Regions from separate parts of the Mus musculus genome. Here regions 1, 2, 3, 5, 6 and 7 are each linked to region 4. A link is a contact called in public Hi-C, HiChIP or PLAC-seq and promoter capture Hi-C data. All regions are on one chromosome and are shown on one strand. Each heading gives the region's core, a stretch centred on a gene start, on an enhancer-like site or on the middle of the called end of the contact. The rest is flanking DNA. Distances are from core to core; before and after follow the strand shown.

Region 1 (2,700 bases), core at 47-2,546, 1.4 Mb after region 4:
GCCAGACTTAGCACTTCCCCACTACACACCAAGATCTCTGTCTAGACAAGCCATTGGGTGACATTAACACAGAAACATGAATGACACACACACACACACAACAGGTTTCACTCATTTCAACCCAATATTATGTGAGTGGGGGAGCGGGGAGCGACAGTGAAGTTGAACATCTGCTACATAATTTGTAAAATTAACTTTGTTTTCCTAGGACTTTGTTGTCACCAGGAGGGATCGGCTTCAAATACAAATGAAAGACTTTAGCGGTGGAAGGGCCTGAGAGATCACGAGATTCAGTAGTTTAGGGGGAATGAGGCCCGATGGATACACTAACTTGAACACTACACCTCGACTATGCTTTTCCTACGACTGTTTTATAAATGCAGCCCTAACTGAGAAATCAGGTCTGCTTGCTGCAAAAATCGCCTGTTGATTAGTCAGCTCTATCAGCGGCATGTAACTCGACTAAGCACAGTGGAGTCCAAACTATGCTCCTACCAGAGAATCGGTGTCATCACTAGCTTGTCACCATTATTAATTAGGAAGTTCCACAAGGTGCTCCCAAGACTATAAAAGAAACACTGTCAGACAGGTTACAGAATTTGCCAGCCATAATCCCACATGCGACCTTGCTTTTCAAGTTGGTTTTTCAACACGACCCTGTGCCCTAAAAACACCCTTCGCAGCTCTTAATACACACCACATGCTGTCCTGTCCGGTCACCCCAACACCCCTTTATTCGAGTGACAACCATCCTCCTCTGACACAAGCATGCAATCGTCCTGGGTACCTAAAAACTCCAGTAAGCCAAAACTGCATCTCCAGCTAAATATAAATAGTCCCGGGTTATTTGGGAAACCATCGCTGCCTGGCTGTCACGAAATCCCGGCCTCTCATGCCCACCAGCTGCAGCAGTGACCAGGAGCAGGACTGGGGCTCAGTTCTTCAACTCAAAGCCAAGAGGCAGGGCGGCGCAGTGACAGCGCCCCGGCTGGACACCTCGCCCCCCGGTCCGCGCCCCGGGACGGTCCCTAGGGCTGCTGCCCCCCCCCCCCTGCACCCCCTCGGCCGTGAGTGAAGACAGCGAGGGCCTCGCGTCTCGCGGAGCGCAGCTCAGCGCGACCGAGAGCTGCGCCGCAAGCCCCGCGCGCCCCGCAGGCGACCGTCCCCGCTACCCCACCACCCCGCCACCCCACGGACGCCCGGCCCCGCACCGACCTGCTCTCTGCCGCTCGGCGTTCCCTCCGCGCACAGCCACTGGTGGCCCGGCCGGGCCGCGGTCACCTCCCCTCAGCGGCGGCGGGCGGGCGGGCCGATCCGGGTGACTCCGCGCCGCCCCGCCTCCCTTAGCGCCGCTTCCGTCCGGTGGCCCCCGGCTCCGTTTCCCGCGCTCGCGCCCCCTGGCGGCCGCCTAGCCCGTCGCTCCGCCACGTCAGGGCTCGGGCTCCCAGGGCCTTTCAGGGAAACTGAGGCACGGACTGCGTGGGGGCGTTTAGCGACACACCTCGCTCAGGCTAGGATCCAGATCCCCACGCACTCGCGCTACCGCCAACCTAGAGAACTCAAATTCTCCGCTGCGCGAATTCTCTTACTCCGAGGCGGAGGCTAGCCTTGAACCTTCCATCGTCCTTCACTCCTCCAAGTGCTGGATTACAGGGGAACACCATCAGGTTACTGCCCACTCCTCATCGATTTTTTTTTCTTTTCTCCCGAGCAAAGTCTCACAGGACAATTTTGAGAATTTAAAAGCAAGGAATCACAGAATACTAGAACCAAACGTCCCGGTTTCTGAAAAGTCCCGGAAGACTTCTGACTGTTAAAGATCGCAAGTGCGTGGAGGAGCTGGTGCAAGCGCGGGGACCGACCTAGCAGATTTGAGGAATGCAGGAATCATATATCACTATGCACACACAGCAGAGATAAGGCTTTATTTTAAAATCTCATCAGCTAGATTGTTTCTTGACTCTTCAAAAATCGTAGTAAACTAGACATAGCATAAAGTGTATCGTTTGAACCATTGTCAAGTGTGCGTGCAGTCCATCAGAGTAGGTAAATTCACATTGCTACGCATCCATCATCTTGTCCGGCACCGGGACCCCAACTTCCCAAACTGAAACTGCTCTTATCGTACAGGGACTCCACTCCCAGCGATTCCTAGTCTCTCGTGTCCTTAAGAATTCGTCTACTCTGAAGACCCTCATACATGCAATCTACAATACTTGGCCTTTTGGTGCCTGCCTTATTTTGGTTAGAATAATGCCCTAAGTTTCATCTGTGCTGTTCTATGTGTCGGAATTTCCTTCCTTTTTACTGCTAAATATACTGCGTTGTGTTTAGGCGTTTGTCCTTCACTGGGCATTCGGCGGAGTTTCCCCTTTGGCTACTGTGGCTAAGGCTAGGACCCAAATCGTACACGTATCTGCTGGACCCATTGCTTCCAGTTCTTTGGAGGCTGTACCTAGGGGTGAAACTGCTGCTCACATACATTATTCTCCTCCTTTGCTGTCTGAACACTGAAGGAAGGCATTTTTGTGGTAAAACATAAATATTCCAGATTTTTGTTTTTGAAAGAAATTGATCAAATGCTTCAGCGGCCTGTCAAACAGTAAGCTTTTCTCCCCCTTTCAAGTAAAATGACAATCTACTACCTAGATAATGGTATTATTATCTTTCTTTCTTACTTACTTTCTCTTTTGAGACAGA
Region 2 (2,700 bases), core at 97-2,596, 1.6 Mb after region 4:
AGAACCCATATATCTGGATTTTTGTTACTTGGTCTCTCTTGCTCAAAAATAAGTGAACGATCAGGCAGAGAAAATCTGCGACTTACAACCCCCCAACTTCTCTACTAAACCTTTCCTCATAGATCCTGGTTCACAAATTGGGCTCACAGAAAAATTTCCTGGGGTGGGGCCTGTGAGAGGGCCCTTGCTACCAAGCCTGAAGATCAGAGCGTGGTCCTCGTGACCTACGTGGTCTAAGAAGAGGACCAACTCTCGAAAGTCGTTCTAAGCCACACACACACACACACACAGAGAGAGAGAGAGAGAGAGAGAGAGAGTAATTTTTTCACAGAGCAGTGAAACAGTATAAGTTCTTATGTCACCCCAGAAGGTCCAGCCTCTGCTTTCTGACTCTGCCTCAGACACAGACACAGATGCAGACGCAGGGACACTGAACTAAAATCTAACCGTGTCCCACGGGTGGGTCAGCAAATCTTCAGACTAACCTTCAGGTTTCATCAAATGCTTGCTTACTCCAGCTCTTTTACTAACTGGACTGTTTCACGTACCCCCCCCCTTCCATTTCCTTCACAACTCTGCTTAAAATATACTTCTCCCCCGGCGGGGCACTTCTGGACTAACAGTGTGGAATTCTTGTTGTTGGCCTTTATGACAAGAGGCCTGCAGATTTGTGTTTCAAAAGTGGTTGGTGTGCTTCCCTGGGGAAAGACAAGGGGGAGAGCGGCTCCTTTCCTCCCATTCAACCATGGACTGACCAGAGGCTGCTAAAGCACCATTCAGATTTCCGTGAAGTCAAATGCAAATACACAGCTGGGATCAGCCAGAAGGGGTTGCGTATCACCTGTCAGTTCCCCAGTCAAATATGTGGCCATTTTGGAGAACATGTCCCGGCAGAGCTCATTGATGTCAGCTTCGGCAGGCTCCTTTGCTTCCTCGGCTGTCTCCACCGCAGCATCATCTGGCAAGGTGTGGGTGGGAGGTGAGGAGTAAACGTCCTATCCCCAGACCTAATCCAGCCAAAGCGGACGGTTCCTAAGTCCCTCCCGACTTGGGCTCCCGCCGCCTTCGTTCTCCTCCTGCCACCATCCCGTCCCTTCTCCTCGCACCCGCCCACCTGAAACGCCAACTCCGTTCCCATGCTCAGGAGCTAGGCTTTCGTCTCAGTGCCCTGACTGCGGTAGACAGGTCCACCGGCTCCTGCATCCGGACCTAGCCTCCCCACCATCAGCCGCCGCATCTCCATCCACACAGGGTAGTACCTCGAGGTGGCTGCTCCTCCCGTCGCGTCGCCGGGACGCCCTCCGCAGCCGCCGCCATGCCCGACCCAAGGCTGCTTCCGGTTCTAAGGGCATCTGCGCGTGCGCCCCGCGGGTGCCCCGCCCCGCCGCTTGCTCACAGCTTCCTTGCTTTGATCGGCTTGCCCAAGTCACACCTCAAATAAGGACCTTTTATCAAAGTCCAAGCATGAAGCTGAAACTGAAGCTAAGGCTATTGCGAATTAGCCCGTTACTGAGATCACAGTACCTGGTTGGCAATGCGTTCGTCCCTGCAGCCACACTCTAGAACGGTCACTTGTGCCAGCCACGGCCTGTCTTGGGTTGTGGACCCATCATAACATGTCAGCTAAAGTTATTGGAGAGAGGTGGCCTCCTCCCCAGACACCAGCACCCTGACATGTTTTGTTCATCAAAGAATTGTTCAGGGATTCGCTTTTACAGGGTGTCTCCCACAAGATTTCGGCCTTGAATCTTCTTTTTTTTTTTTTTTGGTTTTTCGAGACAGGATTTTTCTGTGTAGCCCTGGCTGTCTTGGAACTCACTTTGTAGACCAGGCTGGCCTCAAACTCAGAAATCAGGGATTAAAGGCATGTGCCACCACCGCCCGGCTTTGGCCTTGATTCTTGATGGAATCTCCCTTACCTTTCCCATAGGCCTTGGACTAGTATCAACTCTCTGACTCACATCTCTTGAAGTGCAAGCTAGCCCCTAATGTTTAGTTGAAAGGACCTCTCTTGAAGGAAACTTCCGACGTCACTGACACATAGGTTATCTTGATTATACTTAGTTGTTGCACGCGTCTAGCGGGTTTACGGAATGCTTGGGGGAGGGGGGTGGTGAGAACAGGTGGGGGTGACAGGGATGAATAGAAGGCTCAGTGTGAGGGAATGAGAGTCACTGGAGAGGGGGAAAGAGGTGTGTAAGGGTTTTCAGGATGCAGGCTCCTGAGCATCCAAAATCTTAAGTGTAGAGTTTTTGACTAAGTTTAACTTAGTCTTGGTTATCCTCTAATCTCCTCTCTGAAGACTGATTCTCCCTAGACTGATTCTCCTTCTCTCCACTCCTTTCTATAGGATAATCAAAGTACCCGCCGTTTCAAACATTCCTATGAACCAAGGCTTCTTATTTCAAGATTGCTGGGAGAAGCAACCTCCCTGAGATTGACATGGCCCCCAGTACATTCCAGAGAGTGTACAACAATGTCTTACACTCTTATCCTTCTCTCTTCTCTCAATAGCCCCAGAAGGAAATGCAAAGACGTGGTTTTCTAAAGAATTTTATTGCTAATCACCTTGGAACCTCACATTGTCCTATGACGAAGAGAGCCAGAGACCACCACATATTAGTCCAAAAGATCAATGAATCCTGATAGCCTTTCTGGCTTGATTCCTTCAGGTTTTGTTTGATTCCAGGTTTGAAGTCC
Region 3 (2,700 bases), core at 149-2,648, 1.2 Mb after region 4:
AGTAAAGCCCCTGTAAGGCTGCATTTCACAGCTACCGCTCTGGTTAATCACCGACTCTCATCTGCACTACTGAGCCCTTTCTTACTGGGTTCTCAGTCTCTAAATGTGCTATTCCCTCCCACACACTTCCATTTATACTACCCACTGGAGATCGGGGCTGGCATCGTTATGCCCCAGACTTTCCTGGATCTTACAACAGGTTACTGTCACAGCACAAAGTACCTTCCCTACCACAAGCCTTAACACACAGTCATGTATCAGGTGATCTGTCCCTATGCCCCACTAAGCTGGGAGCTCTTCCTCTTGCTCCCTTTGTAGTACTGGGTCCTTACACAGCAAGACCTAATACATATTTGGTACTCGAACTAACAATTGAATGAACTGACTCCTCAAGGGCAGGCACTATGTGGGCATATTTTTTTTTCCAGGAACATAACAAACTCTAGAATTCTCTGGTTTCTCTTCACACCATAAAGATCTTTCACCTTTTACTACTGATTATCAGAGAAGAGAATACATGTCTTCTTTTGAGTCTAACACTAAGAGCAAAAATATGTTGGCCGGGCGGTAGTAGCGCACACCTTTAGTCCCAGCACTCGGGAGGCAGAGGCAGGTGGATTTCTAAGTTCAAGGCCAGCCTGGTCTACAAAGTGAGTTCCAGGACAGCCAGGGCTACACAGAGAAACCCTGTCTCGAAAAACCAAAAAAAAAAAAAAAAAAAAAAAAGTATGTTCAGTTTCCTACTTCTAAGTAACTGGGTATCTTAGACAAGCAACTTAAAGTAAGTCTCAATTTCCTTCACTGTGGAATGGGGCTACATAGGAGTTCCTGACTGCCTGGTGGCTTTTAGCAAAAACCAAATGTGCAAATAAATGCATAAATAAATAAAATAAAAAGAAAAGAAAAATTACTGAGCCTTTATCACGTGCTAAGGGTTTGATGTATATTTAAAATTTTAATCCTTACAAACACCTTGTGTAACAGGTCGTTCTCCCATTCTACAGAAAAGGAAATTGAAACTTAAAAGCTAAGTAAATTGGTCAGTCATACACAGCAGTGGGTAATATTTCCGGATCCGCATTCAGGGAGGTGTCGGGACACAAGGAAATATGTCCTGAAATGAGAAGGCGAGCCGGACTTGCAGGGCGGTCCGTTTACTTTATCCTGGCCTTTTTTATCCCAGCCCGGCTTCCGTGATCCGAGCCAGCAGGAGTGGGTACCTGTGTTCTGGACGCCACCCTAGGGACCAGGAGCCCGACATTGCGGCTCCCCGTCAAGGCCCTCAGGGACGGAAGGAGCAACCGTTGCATGCTGACAGTACAGCGCCACTGCCGGAGCGCCCCAGCGAGCTGCGGTCCGCTTCTCCGCTCCCGAAAGAACAAGCACTTCCGGGTCAGGCGTCGTGCGCGCCCCCTCGCGCTAGGTTGGCCACTGCGCGTGCACGCACGACTCCCTGGGAGGCTGCCGGGCACGGGCGTCGGGGACGCGCCTCCTCCGTCGCTCGCGCGGCCGCGGGGACTCAGTGGAAACCGAAGGCGAGCGAGGGAGGAACGCGGGAAGCATGAAGAAAGGGGCTTCTTGCGAGCGGAAACAGGCGTGGATATCGTCGGGGAAGGCGGGTGCGGAAGGTGGCGGGGCAGGGGGGCGGTCGGCCGGTGGACCCCGGGGTGGGTCCCGGCTTGCCAGGCTTTCCCGCGGTCGAGTTTCTCAGTGCTCCGGAGTCCCGGGCAGTCACGCAGTCCCTCAGCTGCTCCTGGATCCCCGCCAGTCTCGCAAGTGCCCTCAGCGTCCCGCCGCCCCTAGGGCCACAAGAGGGCACCATACCACCTCCCTGTCTCTGTGGTAGATAATAAAAGTGTGGTGACAGCTCTACAACCTAGAGCTGCCACCGAGGGTGGCGAGTGGGATCCGTTCCCACAGCCATTGCGTAACAGATGACTGGTTGCTTCCTGCGGGAGATATGCCTATTAATATGTCAAGACAAATAACTTTTATGAAGGATAAATATCCCTAAACAAAACAGCAAAAGGGGCAATGCTCTGTATTTTGCAAATCTCTTTTAATATCTCACTTGATGGAAGGTAGTTGGATTCTCATACCTGTCTCAGCGTGTTTAAGTGTTCTAAAGCTGCAGTCCGCTCCCAAGAGGCAAATACAGACACAGACTCCCCAAAGCCATCTGGAGTCTCTAACTTTGAGCACTACTGCTTCAAATGTCTTTTTTGATCCCTACTTTTTGCTTTTTGCTCAGGCTCCTGTTGCAACAGTTTGTAGACATTCCCATACTTTTGTATGGAGCTCCTGATACTCCTTCAGCATCTTCAGCCCCACTGGTGGGGCTGTTACCAGATTTGTGGAGTTACTGTATTGTTGTTTACGACCATTGGTTAATGTTTGAATCCTAATCTATGGGACTGATAGTCTTTTATTAAATCAATGACTATTGCAACTTATTAGGAGGTGACAGATTTTTGTTTGTTTCTCCAAGTAATCTTTCATCATAAAAGCAATATCAGGTAGAAGAAGTCAAGCAATATAGAAAGGTAAAAATAATTCCAAATTCATTGCCCAGGAGTAACCACTATTAGAATGTGGTGACTGTTCTCGCAGAGATCAATACATGAAGCATGAATTAAACACTTTAAAAGTGTGTTGGTAATTATTGTGTGGGGGTGGGTACATGTGCCATAGTAAGTGTGT
Region 4 (2,700 bases), core at 190-2,689:
ACAATTCCTAGCTCAGCTGATGACGATTTTTTTTTGTTGTTGCTGCTTTTGTTTTTTGCTATGGAACCATTTGACTAGTATCTGTCTCTTCTTAAGGGACCATAAATCCACAGGGGTAGGCACTGGTCTGCTCATTATTTTCGGCCCCAGCACTGGCCCATTGTAAGCAATAATATACAACCATTTTGCTGAGTGGTCAGCTCACCCGAGGGGGAAACTTTTTAGGAAGGCTCACATCTAACCTATCCCATAATCAGATCTGGTAAGGGATGGGAAGGAGAGTAGTGGATTGGGAACTACTATTTTGTAAAAGCTCCAAGGTGTTCACCTTCATTCCTTCTCTCAAACTCAATCGAATGGTGTCTTTACAGGGTTTTAACACAAACACGACTTGATTAAATTTGTTATTTACACAACTCGGCCTTTGGCAGTAAGGACCCCACAGCCGTACTGAGATCAGTAAGGAGAACAGTAATCAGCTAAGAAACTAAGCAAGTGGGAATTAAGTATCTGGCAGTGGAAATAAAGAACAGACTCAAATGCTAGAGAGAGAGCCTCTACAGGGTTTGGTTAGCATTCAAATGTAGATGAAGAGGCATTGGAGATAGATGGGAAGGCAGTGAACAGAGAGGAGAGACACAGTATGAACTTTTCAAATATTTCTTTTTTTCTTGTATAGTTCCGAGATCGAATCCTGGGCACTTCACCTGTTTGCCAATCACAGGGCTATACCATTCGCGCCACCAAAGCGTTCAAGCCATTTTTTGACAAGTCTGCAAGATAGGAATGAGATAGGGTCGTCTAGAAGTTGGGAGTACGATAAGCTAAAGCAAAAAAAGGGGCCGGGCTGGACGCTCCCCTTCCTTATTCTAAGAATTGCAGAGAACAATATTCAAGAGGTGAGTTCGGGGGGGGGGGGGAGAATTACAGGAAGAGACCGAGTCGAACGGCATGGAATGAGGAAGGCAAAGCTGGATAGTGTCATAGAAAATAAATGATAATGTCCAAGAGCTTCAATGACTAATGCTTAAGTTAGACAGCCTGAAAATACTTGCAGTGGGTTTGGCGACAAGGACACTGGCTGCAACAAGGACATTTTCTGCGGGGGGCAGAAGCTGCAGTGTAGAACTCAGCACACACAAGGAAGGAAGTAGAGACGCTAAGTGCAGATTACGCTCGAAGAAACTCGCCCGTGGACGAGGAAAGAGACACGGTTATGATTGAGCAGGACGTGAGAAGATTTGAGCGCTTTCACAGCTGAGGGTTGAGATGGAGGATGGACGATACAGGAGATAGAGGAGCGTCAACGCCCTCCCGCCCTCTCCATTTGCCGGCCCCGCCCCCCACGCGACGCGACAGGGGCTCGCGAAGACTACAACTCCCAGGAGGTCCCGCGGCGTGGGCGGAGCCAAGGCCTGGCGCGCACCCCAGCGGCGAGCGGAAGAGCAGGCGCTTCATGGTGGCAGCGGAAGCGGAGAGCGACAGCGTCCCGGTAACCACGAACCCTTGAACCCGATTCTTTCTCTCCCTGAGCTGGTGCTGGTTGCCCTCGCGTCTTTCCTCCGGCTCGGGAGAGGACCCTCTTTCCTCCTGTGTGTTAACGCTGGTTTTCTTTTCCTCCGGTGACGCGCGGGGCAGGCCCCCGCCTGGGGCGGAGGTTATTGGGAAGCTTCCGCCCTTCGACCTGTTGGAGCCCCGGGGCGGGAGGGCCACCCTCCGGTCTCTTCTGTTTTCTAAGGGGCCGGAGGCCTGCCTTGGGCCTCTGCCCTAATGCTTCTTTCTGGTAGAAATCGTCTCCAGTCACCAGGTAGCGAGCGGGGTCTTAGGACCCCTCTGGGCTGCGGAGCTGTGGACCACCGAGGTGGCTTCGGGACAGCCCGGGGCCGCGGGCGATTCCCGGGCAGTGGCACTTCTGCTCCGCTGCTAGGACCCCCGGGCTATGGGCTGGCCGGGAACAGTTTGTAAAGTAGGATGTTCTTCCTGCTCTTCTCGGGCGGTCCTCAGAAAACTTCCAACCCACTTTATCGAAAGTTGTCTTACAAACTTTTTTTTCGTCGCATCTGAGTTGTGAGGGAAAGAGTACGGGGTTTATAGAGTCTGAATCCTGAGAGGATGATGGGTTGGCCACTTGATGGACCTGTGGTCTTTTGTAGTCCTATTACCACCACCTTGGTTTCTCTGTCTGGAAAAAAAAAGAGGGGGTGCAGGGTCTTTTGTACTATGCTTTTCAGTGTTATGATCTATGTGTGAGACGTTTGTGCTAGAAAACATTTAAAATAAAGTTCCTGTACCCTCTCTTGTGTGGTCCAGGTCAGTTGGATTTTAAAATCAACGGTCATGTCTTTATGAAGACCGGAGTTAATGGTGTCTTTAGAAACTGCGATGAAACCTACAAGTGTTAAAGCAAGGTTTCAAGCGGAGAGGTGACATTAGGGCTTGACCACCTGTGGAATCGGTGTCAAACTTCGAGGCCCATCAGCATGCGACACACAGCCAGCTGCCCCTGTTGCTCGGTTTCCGCTCTTGGAAGCACTACACATGACAAGCATCCCCTAAGACTTAGAGCTCCCGAAGCTTGGTGCTGAACCACCAGTGTCTAGGGTTTGTGGGTTGCAGGCACTACTTACTCATGTAATAATAGCTGCCTGAGCTATTTAGCGCAGGGTTGAGGTGTCTGTAGTTCATTGGTAAGATTGCATA
Region 5 (2,700 bases), core at 155-2,654, 1.3 Mb before region 4:
TTAGAGAAAATTCACAAGTGTCGCAGAAAAAAAGTTACTGATTCAACGTTTCTCTGGAAAAAAAAACTCGCATACACATGCAATTAGATTCTAGCAGTGACTGAAAATACAACAGCCTAATTTAGAGTTTTTAATTGGCTAATCAAAACAAAGTTTTGTTCACTACAAACAAAATCTAACGTCTGCCCCTTAAAAGCAGCGTACTCCCATTTTGTCACCGATCAGCTACAGCCAAACGTTCTCCACATATTTTAAATTTAGTAAATACACAACTACTCGGGCAAAAAAAAAAAAATCACAATACAGATAAAAACCTTGAAACAATCTCCAATTTGCCAAGCAATCTTCTAGGTTTATCAGACTTTCCACACTTCCCCGCGTCTACCATTCTGAATAAAAAAATAAATAAGTGAATTCCACAGCGTTACAGCTCTAGGTGAAAGTCACTCCAAGAGTCATTAATAGGCGAGCTTTGATGTGAAGATACAATTAAATAAACCGCCAATCAACTTCAGGCCAAAAGCAAAAGTGAGTGGGGGTGTGGCCTGAGGGCTGGGTGACACAAGGGCAGAGCTGTCCCAGTTAGGGACCGACCACCCGAACAGGGCGTCCTCTGGGCACTCACGGAGCGCGGAGAAAGTTGCAAGGGAGTCCTGGGGACCGAGTGCGTGCAGGGTGAAGACGTGTCCGCGTGTAAACCGTTCACACCTCCACTTCCCTAAAGCTGTCCCCACCCCACGGTTTAAATCCGGTTCGGGCGAGAGGGAGAGAGAAGGGTAGGAAGAGGCCGGAGCCCTGCGCGAAGCGATGGGTATTTCCTGGTTGGCAAGCGCCTGGATCACCACGCATCCATCCTCCGCCGTGCTGTGTGCACAGCGTCCAGTTTCCCGGGTCCAGAGCCCGCTCCGGGCCGATCCCCGGGCAGCAGCCCCGAGAGGCGGAGCTGCGGAGCAAGGCCCAGGCAGCCCCGAGTGCTCGGAAATGCCTCCTCCCAGCTCCCGCGGATCCGGCCCCGCCATGCCCGACCGGAAGGAGCGCTCGGGCGGCCGCGGGGCTGCACCGGGCCCCCCGGGCCTTCGGACCACGCCGGGTCTGGCGGGGCGGCAGGCTTGGGAGCGGGGCTGGGGCGGGGGCGGCCGCGCGGCTCGCTTCGCCTCACCGTGTGTTCGTGCTCGTCAGACCGAGCCCGGGGCAGCAGCAGCAACAACAACGCGGCGGCCGCCGCCACGCCAGGAGCGCCCGGCAGCGGCCTCATCCTCCGCGCTCCCACAGGCCGGGCGCCGGCCCACCGACTCCTCCTCCGCCGCCGCCGCCGATTCACATCCACCGGGCGCGGACAGACGCACGGGGCCCGGGCACAGCCGCTGCCTCCGCCGCCGTCACCGCCCGCTCCGCGCCGCCCCCGCCCCCCGGCCTCCGAGCCTCTTCCTCTGACTCAGCCACGTCATCCGGCCACCCCGGCACACGCCGGAAGTCCTCCCGACGCGGGGCCGCAACCGTCGCCGGCCGTGGGGCGCCGGCGCGCGCAGGCCGCGGGGTTGAAGGGTTCCGAGTCGCCGCTGCTGTGCTGCTTGCTCAGCCTCGGCCTGGACCTGGGCCTGGGCCCTTGCGCGCCCGGCTGCGGGCGGGCTGGGGTGACATCGGCTCAGGCGCCTAGCTCGCCACGGCGTGCGTGAACACCCCTTCCCTCTAACCTCGGGCTCCGCAAGCTTCTTTATGGACGATGATTATTAAACTTGGACAGGGTCGGTTGGGTGTTTAAACATCACCGTGTACTGTTTATAGACTTCTATGCAATCAAGAGATCTGGGCTAAGTTGACATTCTTGTTCATCTGCCTACGTATTGTTTTTCTCAGCCTCAATCATAAATGTGTCCGGAAGTTCCTCAGCACTCCAATCACTTGATCTCATATTCTGTATCTGAGCCGGTAGTAATAAGGAGCTAAGTTTGGTATCTTACTCTTGTAAGCCCCAGCATTCGGGAAGCTGGACTGATTGTTGTTTATTGCATACTTGCTTGGGTTACAGCGTGAGACAAAAGAAGAAAAGAAAACAAAACGAAATAATCGGGTCATAGCGGTGCAGGCATGTAATCCCGGCACCAGGACCGCAGAGGCAGAATTGCAGAAAGATTGGAGCCAACCTTATCTACAGGCTCAGTACCAAGCCTGCCAGGCTACGTAGCAAGGCCCCATCTCAAACCAAAACGTACTACGGACTCAGAAATGATCAGAAGGACACTTCTCTAAATGTGGGACTTAGAGGAAGATTGTCTCATCCATCCGTATCAGGCAGGTTTTGGTATTTGGTCGTGTAATACCTCACAGCCAATATTCTATACCACCATACTGTGCAGAAGTCTGAAGAAGACCCCACTACCAATCTTCCTTCCCTGTCCATTCCCAAGGAGTACCAACATGATTTCCTACCAAGAAATCAAATTATGTCTTTTTTGTCCAAAACACATCTTGAATAGTTAGAACTCATAGTGGAATCATCAGTAATGGTTTCATCTGCCAGGCACTCTGATACTCACACAGACCCTATGCAACAGGTACCTTTAGTGTGTCCACTTACAGAAAAGTGACAGATGCACAGGTTGGGTGACTTGCTGAAAGACTAGACCCAGTTTGCTTCTTTAGTTTGTTAACTGCTAATGTATTACCAACCAGACAGCTCTTTAAAAGGTGAATTAGATG
Region 6 (2,700 bases), core at 49-2,548, 1.5 Mb after region 4:
GGGACTAGCACACTACACAACCAAGAATGGTGCCGTCAAGCTGTGTTGACGACACAGATGAAGAACTGAGAAAAGCGGGGGACATTTTCCCATTTTGTATTTGAGATGTAGGATTGCATCATGTGTCTGAGAAGAGAGATGCCAGTCTATGTAAATACTAGGTATCAGTGAGTGCTGGGGTCCCTCTTCGTTTTCTTAGTTTTGCCTCTTCTGGTTTCTAGTTTGTTTGTTTGTTTGTTTCAGCTGGTGAGTTGCTTTTGGCTTTTTTTGTTTGTTTGTTTTCTTTTTTAAATGTTTCCAGGCTGGTCATGAACTAATTTTTGAAGCAAACACAGATTGCTTTGATAACAGAAGCAGACTAACAATAAAGCAGCAAGCTAATATCCCAACCCCCAAAATCTCTCTAGCACATCATGCTGGATCAATATGGTTCCTGGAAAGGACGCACCTGATCTCCCAGGAGAACTAGGAGGACAACCATTTCTGCCCTGATCCCAAGTCTTTGGGTCTTGGTAGAGGGAGTGAGAGAAAAAGATGGGGGGGGGGCGGGGGGGGGAGGAGGAGAGGGGGCCGGGAACAGGAGGAAGACGGGCTTTACCCATGGAGTTCTGAGCAAACAGAACTCAGAAAAGAGGAATGTGTTGGAGCCTGAACTGGGGTCGCAGCTCCCCGGGGCCTAGGGGAGCTTGAGAACCAAGTGGGGCCACCTGCCTTCTTCTTGGGTGGAGGAAGAGGTAAATACATTGTACATGGAGTTCTCCACTGGGGCAGTGAACACTCTATCTGGATTTGTAGAGGAAGGGAGTTCTTTGCCCAACACGCCCCCAAAACACTCAAGACTTACAGGGTTCATGGATCCCAGGGTAGTCGCTAAACTCCAGCACGTAGAGGTACCTCCCCTTCACACTGCGCCCGATGTTGTAGAGCCGCGTGATGTCCGGGCATTGGTTGTGCACCTTGTACAGCGTCCGCACGAGGTCGTCGTAGCGGTGGTGACGAAAGGTCACCGGGGTAACAAACTTGGAGAGGAGGAGGAGGGGCAGGAAGGCTGAGGGCAGGTCTGGCATCTCGCGGAGCTTCTAAGGGGCTCTGAAATGTGCCCTCCCGCTCTCTAAGCAATCCTTTGCCAGTCTGGATCCAGAGCACAGAGTAACCAGCCTTGCACTCGCCGCACCTGCAGGAGACTGGGGACCCGCCTCTGCTATGCTGGGAATTATTCCTGTGGCCCCAGGATAGCCACAATACCCTCCGGGCTCATTTCTCTTCCTCCTCCTAAATCTGGAAGCCCTTTTGGAAGGATTCGGCGCATCCCCACTTTGAGAGGCTCATTGATTCTGGCTTACTGATTAACTGGACGGTAAACAGGCCTCAAGAAACAGCTGCTTCTAACCCTTTGATTCCCAGGGGCTTTTAAGAGAGTTGGCATGTGCTAGTTACAACTTACAAAGGATCTGCCCCGCTCCCTTTAACCCGTCCCCACCTCGTTCTGAAGCACGACTCTGTCTTGTCTTCCTGGCTCAAAGATCTTAATGGTAAAGCAAACAAATTGAGGAAATGAGGCACCTGCTCGGAGCAAACAATTAGAAATCTCATAGTTGATAATGTATCTGTCAATGATAAATACTTTGTAACAAATGGTAGGAAGATGATCCTATTTCAGCACCGGCATAAGAAAATGGGTTTCTGAGTAGCACTCCGCTAGCTCAGGAAATTAGAATGAGATTCTGCAGTTGTGACTGTAGAAATGTTTTAGTTTCTGCAGAGCAGAGCCTACAGAGCAGGAGAAAATGCCTGCCAGGTATGGATCCAATAGAGAATTAGTACCCAGAATTTAAAGAGCTCGAAAAATTAAATCCCAGGTGGAATGCACTGGCACCCAATTATAATTCTAGCACAAAGAGGCTGGAGGATTGTTGTAAGTTTGAAGCCAGCCTGGTCTTCCAGGCCAGCCAGGGCTAACTGATTATACCTTGTCTCAAAACACAAACAAACAAACAAACAAACAAACAAACAAAACTAAATAGGAGCTAGAGAGACGGTTTCGCAGTTTAAAAGCAAAGGCTGCTTTCCAGAGGACCCAGTTCTACACTCACATGGCAGCTTCACAACTGCCTGTAACTCCAGTTCCAGGGGACCTGACAGCCCCCTCTGGCCTCCACAGGCACCAATCACACACACGATAAACAGGCAAGCATGGGCCCAAAATACCTGTACCCATTGCATTTAAACAACAGCAACAGCAAAACAAAGCAAAAGATCAAACAATCCAACCAACGAGTAAAGGAGCCGAATCGCTGCCTTTTAAATCCAGATGGATAACATCTTTAATAGTCAGGAAAATACAAATGAAAACAAGATTGGAAGTCAGTCTCACACCAGCCAGAATGACTAACGTCAGCAAATGCTGGTGATGACACAGAGAAATGTAAATTAATCCCCAGCCTTTATGGACGCAAGGACGTGTTGTTGCTGTTTTAATTAAAAATAGGACTGCCATATGACCCAGATATCACACTCTTAGATGTATTCCCAAAGAGTTTCAGCACAGCTCAGTGAAACCTTTATATCTAAGTTTGTGGCTCTGTTCACCATAGGCATGTCCTGGAGTTAGCCTAGGCTCTCAGCAATGGGTGGGTGGATAAAATGTGATATACATACACACAGTGGAATATTATTCAGTCATAAAGAATAAAACATTGT
Region 7 (2,700 bases), core at 74-2,573, 1.6 Mb after region 4:
TTTTCTAATTAAAACGTATTCCTCATATATGATGTTCCAGAACACCATTTTTATCTTACTGCTCCTTTTATAAAAGTCCAAGTAATGAGGGTTGCCATAACTTGACAGTGGAGAGCTATCAGCGGAATTACAGTACCTATCTTGTACTTCCTAACGTCTCTGTTACCATCTGACTCAACTCTCAAGCAGGCCCAGAATGTATGTATATTCTTCTAAATATTTTACAGTCAACAAATCCTATACTACAATGATTGGTGTTCAAGATCTATTCCTTACACCCTTCAGGAAAGCAAAACCCTCACTAATAATGCACTGGCTTGTATTGATATGATTTTTTTTTCCGGAGAAAAGATGCGTTTTACTGACTTTTCAAAAGACCCACAACTCAAACATGATTAACTAGGGCTGAGGCTGTAACCCAACGGTAGACCATTTGCCTAGCATGTGCAAGGTCCTGTGTTCCACCCCGAACATTAACAACAACACGTTAAAGTAAGAAAAGTGACTGTTAGTTTGAAAACCTTTTAAGGACAGGAATAACTGCTGTTGTAACGGTTACATGTTCTTCGATAAATCAAAACAAATTTCCTGAGCCTGATCTTAGCTGTCTTCTGCAGAACAAACCCCTCTATTTTCTTTCCTCCGAAGCAAGGATCGATTTCATCATCTTACCCTCACCCTGGTTTTTACCTGAAACGCTCCAATTCCAAAGTCTGTCAATGTTTCCCAAGGGTCAACTCTGGACACACCCGTAAGGTTTCTCGTCTAGTCCAGTCTCCAGTGGATCACACCGCTCGCTCCCGAGGGAGTGTGAGCAGGCACACGGAGACACACACAACACACATACACAAAACACACAACACGCATCGGCACTCGACTTTGTACAGACTCCTCATCACCACACACAGCTGCAACAGCTGCCTGTCACTCACTGCCCGGGGACCTCCGACACACCTGGACCGCGGCCACCCAGGCTCACAAGCGCAGGATGCTCCATCGCTCGCCCTCGCTCACTGCCCCAGCCCCCAGCCCCGTCCAGGGTCGCGACCACCACTCCTCCCACCTTGACTGACAGCTCGGGTCCCAGGGACGCCCAGACAGAGCCCGCGCCACGGCTCCCGCCCCCCGCCTCACCCGGTGCTGGTACAGACTGACGTTCCCGAAACCGCCGGTGCCAAGCCGTTCCCGCATCTCCCAGGGGCCGCCCGCGCCCGGCCGCAGCCCCGGGGGCCGCTCCATGGGGCGGGAGCGCCAGCCGCCTCAGGCAACGCCGCCGGTCTAAGGCCGGTTCCGGGCCGCCGAGGCTTGCGGAGTCCTCCGTCTCGCGAGACTGCGTCACTTCCGCTAGCTTCCGCATGCAGAGTCCCGCCCCGAGCTCCTGGAATCACCCTGGGATTGGTGCTGCCGGAAACTGGGCACCAGCGGCTTGCCCTGGGCAACTTCCAACCTGCGAGGACCATCGTGCGTGCGGTTCCTATTTATTTTATTTTTGTTTGTATAGATATTTTTTAATTAGTTCTTTGAAGGTTTCATACAACGTGTTTTTATTTAAAATAGATCTCTCTCCAAACTCTAAAATCCACATTGTCCCTACCTCATTCACATTTCATCTTTTTGAGAGCCCTGCCCTCTGCCCCTCGAATCCTACCACACTCGCCGGTCGGCACCGGTTAAGGCCACCATAAGTATTAAAGAAAACTGCGCTAACCGCCCTGTTGATTCATTAGCCTTGTAAATCAGAATCTCTCCATAATCCCAAACCAACCAAGGATGTGACTTATTCCAGAGTGAAAACTCTTCTTCGCGACTTCGTGAGTCTCCCTACCGACCTTACTGTTTATCAGCCTTGTTCTCTCCGACTTGAGTTGGAATTGTTTCTGAGGTGCACCACAGGGCTATAAAGACAAGCCTGGAGGAGCTCTCGGTCCAGAGAGGCATACTTCTGAGTGGTGGGCTGCACAGGGAAAGCCAACCCACCTAGCCATTTGAGTGGGTTATCCACTTCATGGACTCTAGGTGTCCTGTTCTGAGACAGGATCTCAATACAGTCCAGCCTGGACTAGAACGTATTTCTCCGTCTTTCCAAGACTGGGATTACAAGCTTGTACCGGGCTGAAGCTAGCGATGCTAATAACTCAAAAGTGTAAGAGTCAGCATAAAATCAAATTCTCAACGTCAGCATGCAATTCGATGTTGTGGGTCACTAATAGTGAGTGGTATTCGATAAACTGGTTTCTATTATTTTCATATCTTTCATGGAATTGGAATATTAAACTTGAAGGTAATAGAAATGAGGCTCTGAGAGAGCATCTTTAGAGCAGAGGAGACGGTCATGTAACAGGATGAAACCTCATTTGCTGTGTATGGTAGAGCCAGGAGTGACAGGTGGGATGCAGTTTCATAATTTGTACTCGAGGGATGCTGAAAACTCCAGCCAAGATAATTCTGTCTAAATTACTCAAACTGGTTTCTACAGTGAGTTTGCTTTTTAAATATTCTATAATTAAAATGCAACTCAAGGTTTATTGCTATAGCCCTGTTTGACTTGGAACTCATTATGTAGACCAGGCTGGCCTTAAAACTCACTGGTCTGCCTGCAGAATGCTAAGATTAAAGACCTGGCCTTTTAATTTTTTTAACTGTAAAATGGTTCCTGTCAGGCTCCACAATCTTCAGGTTTCCAAGACTGTTTTAGTTTTT

What was found. Promoter capture Hi-C pulls out the DNA fragments that hold promoters and counts their contacts. A called contact is a pair of places that touch in the nucleus more often than the background predicts. HiChIP or PLAC-seq counts read pairs in DNA pulled down with a chosen protein or histone mark. Capture Hi-C pulls out chosen DNA fragments and counts their contacts.
Region 1: a FOXA1 HiChIP or PLAC-seq map of pancreatic cancer cells shows a contact between it and region 4. The contact joins the promoter of Dnmbp here to the promoter of R3hcc1l in region 4. A contact is called at or near these places in 1 of 39 promoter capture datasets (liver), 1 of 115 datasets of contacts at active chromatin or transcription factors (pancreatic cancer cells) and 1 of 9 other capture datasets (liver).
Region 2: a promoter capture Hi-C map of liver shows a contact between it and region 4, with 4 times the contacts expected there. The contact joins the promoter of Bloc1s2 here to the promoter of R3hcc1l in region 4. A contact is called at or near these places in 2 of 39 promoter capture datasets (liver and pre-B cells) and 1 of 9 other capture datasets (liver).
Region 3: a promoter capture Hi-C map of liver shows a contact between it and region 4, with 2.3 times the contacts expected there. The contact joins the promoter of Cox15 here to the promoter of R3hcc1l in region 4. A contact is called at or near these places in 2 of 39 promoter capture datasets (embryonic stem cells and hippocampal neurons), 1 of 484 Hi-C or Micro-C datasets (CD4 T cells) and 1 of 9 other capture datasets (liver).
Region 5: a contact with region 4 is called in a Hi-C map of CD8 T cells, with 5 times the contacts expected there. The contact joins the promoter of Tm9sf3 here to the promoter of R3hcc1l in region 4. A contact is called at or near these places in 1 of 39 promoter capture datasets (liver), 2 of 484 Hi-C or Micro-C datasets (CD4 T cells and CD8 T cells), 3 of 115 datasets of contacts at active chromatin or transcription factors (extraembryonic endoderm stem cells, microglia and thymic regulatory T cells) and 2 of 9 other capture datasets (adipose tissue and liver).
Region 6: a promoter capture Hi-C map of liver shows a contact between it and region 4, with 5 times the contacts expected there. The contact joins the promoter of Cpn1 here to the promoter of R3hcc1l in region 4.
Region 7: a promoter capture Hi-C map of adipose tissue shows a contact between it and region 4, with 2.8 times the contacts expected there. The contact joins the promoter of Chuk here to the promoter of R3hcc1l in region 4. A contact is called at or near these places in 3 of 39 promoter capture datasets (cranial neural crest, liver and pre-B cells) and 1 of 9 other capture datasets (adipose tissue).

What each region holds. Positions count from the first base shown.
Region 1 is chr19:43,938,902-43,941,601 of GRCm38.p6, forward strand. It overlaps Dnmbp (dynamin binding protein), which reads right to left and starts at 1,297. Exons shown (of 16, transcript NM_028029.4): 1 at 1,216-1,297.
Region 2 is chr19:44,145,100-44,147,799 of GRCm38.p6, forward strand. Bloc1s2 (biogenesis of lysosomal organelles complex-1, subunit 2) reads right to left here and starts at 1,347. Exons shown (of 5, transcript NM_028607.1): 1 at 1,260-1,347; 2 at 842-958. The coding sequence starts at 1,317. Pkd2l1 (polycystic kidney disease 2-like 1) reads right to left here. Exons shown (of 15, transcript NM_181422.3): 15 at 2,538-2,700.
Region 3 is chr19:43,751,602-43,754,301 of GRCm38.p6, forward strand. Cox15 (cytochrome c oxidase assembly protein 15) reads right to left here and starts at 1,399. Exons shown (of 9, transcript NM_144874.4): 1 at 1,221-1,399. The coding sequence starts at 1,310. It overlaps Cutc (cutC copper transporter), which reads left to right and starts at 1,422. Exons shown (of 9, transcript NM_001113562.1): 1 at 1,422-1,619. The coding sequence starts at 1,562.
Region 4 is chr19:42,517,366-42,520,065 of GRCm38.p6, forward strand. It overlaps R3hcc1l (R3H domain and coiled-coil containing 1 like), which reads left to right and starts at 1,440. Exons shown (of 7, transcript NM_177464.4): 1 at 1,440-1,492.
Region 5 is chr19:41,262,600-41,265,299 of GRCm38.p6, forward strand. It overlaps Tm9sf3 (transmembrane 9 superfamily member 3), which reads right to left and starts at 1,405. Exons shown (of 15, transcript NM_133352.2): 1 at 1,160-1,405. The coding sequence starts at 1,255.
Region 6 is chr19:43,985,222-43,987,921 of GRCm38.p6, forward strand. It overlaps Cpn1 (carboxypeptidase N, polypeptide 1), which reads right to left and starts at 1,299. Exons shown (of 9, transcript NM_030703.2): 1 at 845-1,299. The coding sequence starts at 1,067.
Region 7 is chr19:44,106,154-44,108,853 of GRCm38.p6, forward strand. It overlaps Chuk (conserved helix-loop-helix ubiquitous kinase), which reads right to left and starts at 1,324. Exons shown (of 21, transcript NM_007700.2): 1 at 1,135-1,324. The coding sequence starts at 1,239. It overlaps Cwf19l1 (CWF19-like 1, cell cycle control (S. pombe)), which reads right to left. Exons shown (of 14, transcript NM_001081077.1): 14 at 2,484-2,700.